2 separate regions of the Podarcis muralis genome follow, and region 2 is linked to region 1. The links are chromatin contacts, called in public Hi-C maps. All regions are on one chromosome and are shown on one strand. The core of a region is the stretch at or near the end of the contact, and the rest is flanking DNA. Distances in the headings are between cores, read along the strand shown.

The links. A called contact is a pair of places that touch in the nucleus more often than the background predicts.
Region 2: a Hi-C map of blood shows a contact between it and region 1, with 5 times the contacts expected there. The contact joins the promoter of LOC144329014 here to the promoter of ABCC9 in region 1. A contact is called at or near these places in 2 of 3 Hi-C or Micro-C datasets (blood and tail).

Annotation. Positions count from the first base shown.
Region 1 is chr10:64,924,310-64,927,009 of rPodMur119.hap1.1, reverse strand. ABCC9 (ATP binding cassette subfamily C member 9) reads right to left here and starts at 1,264. Exons shown (of 40, transcript XM_077935308.1): 1 at 1,143-1,264.
Region 2 is chr10:65,109,845-65,112,544 of rPodMur119.hap1.1, reverse strand. It overlaps LOC144329014, which reads left to right and starts at 1,334. Exons shown (of 3, transcript XM_077935314.1): 1 at 1,334-1,488.

The DNA of each region.
Region 1 (2,700 bases), core at 15-2,514:
AGTTTCTGTGCCCTCTTTGTCCACCGTCCAGGCAAGCGAGAGGCATGATCGGAATTCAAGGACACATTCCAGGCAGGGAAAACACTCAAGGAGGGTGCAAGGCAGGGCCAGTGTCATGTGAGCTGGCTGGATCCACAGGTGGCAGGCATCAGCTGGGGAACCCCCAAGGGAAGGTTTTCGGTTTTGTTTTGTTTTAAAAAAGATGGCTTTGCCACAGATTGAACCCAATGACTTTTTTTTTTTGCATATTAAGCCGTCTGCCATGGTTACTTCATAGTTGAACCTGTGTAGTACGCATGTTTGATCCATTCCCGTTTCATGTTATGAAATATACACATGACACCTCACATTTTAATCATTTCTGACATCCTCTTCTATTTTCAACAATAACCATTATTACAACTGCATACAGTGGTACCTTGGGTTAAGTACTTAATTCGTTCCGGAGGTCCGTTCTTAACCTGAAACTGTTCTTAACCTGAAGCACCACTTTAGCTAATGGCGCCTCCTGCTGCCGCCACTGCACGATTTCTGTTCTCATCCTGAAGCAAAGTTCTTAACCCAAGGTACTATTTCTGGGTTAGCGGAGTCTGTAACCTGAAGCGTATGTAACCCGAGGTACCACTGTATTTTCACACTGAACTGGTGTCATTGTTTCGGGAATATAATTAAATCTATATATTAAAAAATTAGTCTAGTTTGGCCAAAAGGAACTGGTTTTTTCCTCTGCACCGCCTATCTATTTATATATGCTGCTAAGTAGCTGTTAGTCGGTGCTACACTGGAGAAACCCCATGATTTTTAGCAGCTTGTGAAAACAGTGCTGCATTTGCCTAGCTGTTTTCTGCATGCTCCCTAACTTTATTCTTCGCGTAACAGAGCTTGAAGAAACTAGGAGTCCCCTTTTCTCAGAGCGCCTCTAGCACATGGGAAATGCGGTCGGTATCAGTGTGCCTGGTGCCTGTGCAATTGTCATGAGCTCTCCGCAAATGCACGCTGCATTGCCTGAAACATTTTGTGTGACGTTCATTCTACAGCAAACCTTCCAAGTTGGCAATTGCAATCCCATCTCTCTCTACCCCCCACCTCCACCTCACGCTTTCCTCCCTGCCATCCCCATTCGCCTATTGAAAAGGGCTTACCGGGATCTATTGCGGCAATCTGAGGAACCCGGGTGGACACAGAGATGGCTCTCCAGGGATGCCATCTCTGAAGACTGCAGCATGAGGTTTATGGAGCAAGACACGCTGCCTACTGCCGCCGGCTCAGAGCATGCAGACGGGGAAGCAGAGAACAACCAAAGCCGTCATTTAAGCGCTTGCGAAGACAATGCCGTTCCCATTAATGTGCAAGCTTTATGCTTCAGCCATCTGACCTCCTCCAGGGGTGAGATGAGGGCACTCTCCTTCTCTGGCTTAAAAAGAAAGCAAAATAAAACGCTTTCTGTGGAGCTGGAGCAGATTAGACACATCGGCACAGCTGGATTTCTATAGGTACACTAGACACCCTATCGGTTTCCTGGTTTGCACGCACATCTAAATGGATTATGTGCATATTCTTTAAGAGTTTTCAATGCAAATAGCATTTATTTTTATTTGTATACTGCCCGGCATACAGATATGTTGCAAGATGCTTCACAATAGGAAAATCACAGGCAAGGAAGACCACACAATGAAAGTGCTCTCGGAAAAGACACATATGGGATTAAAGGCGATGTCAAATGAGGCTCAACCCACTAATATCCCTTTAGTTGGAAATCTATGAAATGCAGCTCAAACATCATTTGCTGCGACATGGCGATCTGCTCAAATTCCCATTGAAAGAGGATGGCTTCGCAGGGTGTTGTGAAAATGGCAAAATATCCAGATCTAGTGAAAACTAGGAGATGGGGTGGTGGGAACAACAATTTAAAGAAACACGATTTCCCTTTGTCAGTCATAAGGAACAAAGGTTTAATTTAGAATTACCTGGCGACTTTTCCACCGCTGAGAAAACATTATTAAAAGGTAAAGGTAAAGGTACCCCTGCCCGTACGGGCCAGTCTTGACAGACTCTAGGGTTGTGCGCCCATCTCACTCAAGAGGCCGGGGGCCAGCGCTGTCCGAAGACACTTCCGGGTCACGTGGCCAGCGTGACATCGCTGCTCTGGCAAGCCAGAGCCGCACACGGAAACGCCGTTTACCTTCCCGCTAGTAAGCGGTCCCTATTTATCTACTTGCACCCGGGGGTGCTTTCGAACTGCTAATTTGGCAGGCGCTGGGACCGAACAACGGGAGCGCACCCCGCCGCGGGGATTCGAACCGCCGACCTTTCGATCGGCAAGCCCTAGGCACTGAGGCTCTGACCCACAGCGCCACCCGCGTCCTGAGAAAACATTATTAGCATAATTTATATTATATTTATATAGATTTTATCAATGCTTAAATGTTTATCTATTTAAAGTGGTTTGTTTCAGATTCAGTATGAACTTATGTGCATCAAAGTGGTGGAGCATAGTGTGTGTGTATATAGATCTCATTATTACACAGGAGCAGGTGGCACTGTGGTCTAAACCACTGAGCCTCTTGGGCTTGCTGATCCAAAGGTTGGTGATTTGAATCCCAGCAATAGAGTGAGCTCCCGTTGCTCTGTCCCAGCTCCCGCCAACCTAGCAGTTCAAAAGCACACCGGTGCAAGTAGATAAATAGGTACTGCTGTGGC
Region 2 (2,700 bases), core at 85-2,584, 190 kb before region 1:
GCCACTTCCTCTTTTCAGGTTTCCCTTCTCCGTGAAGCGCGATTTGACTTTTGCTTGATTTTTTGGCTCCAGGGACCACACATTCGCTCTATAACACGCACAGACATTTCCCCTTCCTTTTTAGGAGAAAAAATCTGCGTGTTATAGAGGGAAAAATACGGTATATGAAGACGATGTATTGCTGGTACCCAACTCCTACTAAACTAGCTAAAATGCATAGAACTGCTACAGATACATGTTGGAACTGAAAAGAGAAAGAAGGCACATTTTGCCACACGTAAAAAAGCAAAGGTATATTGGGAAATGATTTATAATGAATTGGAAAAAATGTTTTAAATTACTTTTGTAAAAAAAAACCTGAAGCTTTCTCACTAGGAATTTTAGGTCCAGAAATACCAAAGGATCAGAAGAGACTATTTATGTATGCTACAACATCTGCGTGGATGCTACTTGCCCAAAGATGGAATGAGGACAATCTACCTACAAAAGAAGGATGGCAGGTAAAGATGATGGACTACGCCAAATTGGCGAAAATGACTGGGAAAATCAGAGATTAAGAGGTCAATAAATTTAACAAAGAATGGGGAATTTTAAAAAGTTACTTAAAAAGAACACTGTAAACAATTGAAAACATTAGCAGGATTTTGAAAACACTTGCAGTGAAGAGAGAACGATGATAAAAATTGAGTTTTAAGAAAATATGGAGAATAGGATATGATGCAGTTTGAAAAGAATATCTGGGGAAACCATGGAAGGAAGTCTGGGGATTCTGAGAATCCTATTTGTAAAATGATTATGATTTATGTATGATGATAAATGCTAAAAGTGAAAATGAATTTTAAAAAAGAAAAGAATATATGTGTCCATGAGCCCTTTGACAGCTTGTGCAGGAGGAACAAGTCAGCGGGCAGAACAGGGCCCTTCAGTCCCTGCTAGCTTCAAAATATGCCCCTTATCCAATGTGTGCTGGTGCGTCACAAGGTCGTTTTTGATAGGGGAACCAATGTCCCCACTGTGGAAGGACGTGTGGATCCAGAATTGGCCTCCACAGTCACTTACAGACTCATTGTTAAAACCGTGTTTATGGAAGTCAATCTTACTCAGCTGTAAGTGATCGCTGAAGAAGAAAAAGAAGAAGAAGAAGAGTTAAGCATGGACAATAAGTTTGCATAGGATGAGAGTCCTGGTCCTGTTCTGTTCAAACTTATAGCTGAATTCTCAGCTGAGCCCGAGAACACGGCAAGTGTTTGACTGCACTGCAAACACTGTTCAGCAGGCGGCGCTGTTGTTATGATGATGATCGGTGCTGGATTGTTTTGTGGGAGCAAAAGAGGGTTCCACTTTATTCTTGCTATTAAATCATGGTTGGTGTGAACCTCACAGCTTCATGAAGCCTACAAAAAGAGGATCGGCAAAACAGTCTTCTTCACAGAGGGCTGCTGCTTCGAGAGAGAGAAGCGGAGAGAGGCAGATAACTCCTTGACTAAGGTGAGTTCTTTGTACTCTGAAGTGCTAAGAGTCTGGCATCCATAAGGACCAGCTGCAAAAATTCTCAAGGCAGAATTAGTTCCTCAATGTTATTTCATGCATTCGTTGAGATCGCCAGAGGCATTTCTCTCATTCTTTATTGCCTTTTCCCCTAGCTTTATTTATTTGTTTTCATTCATTGATTCATTCATTCAAATTCACACCCGAGTTAGTTAGAAAGAGCTTTAGGAAAAGTTCTGTTAGAGAAATACAGTAATGCATCACTTTACTTGTGTGTACTTTGTCTAGCATTTCACGATCTGTTTGCCGCTTGTAAAATGCAAAAACTAAAGACATAATGAAAATGAATGACTGCAGATATGAATGAGATAGATGCGGTGGGGAAAGCATTTTTCATTATAAAAGTCTGTAAGCATTGCCAGTGCTTTCTCTGGGGGGTACGCATACAGCTAAACATTTTATGAATCTAAGTTTGGCCTCATTGAGGGGCAGTATTTCAATATGAGTAGGAAAATGGAGAGTACCCCTAAACATTTTTTTTAGAGGAGAAAAAGCACTGAGCATTGCTATTTATTTGTTACGGTCTATAACCTGCCTTTCCAAAACTACACAGACACACACACACACACACCAGAGAGAGAATTCAAGGTGGCTTAATGGCTAGTTGGAATTAGCTACTTTCCAGATGACAATTAAGTAAGATTGGGAAAGTTTTGAAAACTTATGAGCACCAGACCAGTATAGTGAAAAGAGTATAATATATAACAGAATCTCTGGTTCAAATCTTTTCTTAGCTGTGAACTCATAGAATGTCTGCCAGTTTTTTTAAAAACACACACCGTTTTGTTTTTTCCAATGTTAACAAACAAAGGGAAGTGAGGGGAAGGGAGGAAAAAGAATAGAATGCAATAAATTAAAAACAAAGACATCATGTATAATACTAACAGTAACAAAAACAAAACAAAAACAAGCTTTTGCCAGATTGACCTATAGCACAGAATCATTGTGAGGATACCGTGGTGTATACGCAGATTCTCCGTGTACATGGCTCTGAGTTCCTTGGTTAAAGATCAGAACTCAGAGGAACCCAGGAAGCTGCCTTCTACCAAGTCAGACCATTGGTCCATCTGGCTCAGTAGTGCTTGCACTGGCTGGCAGCAGCTCTGCAGAGTTTCACGGAGGTAGTCTTTCCCAGCCTTAATTGGAGATGCC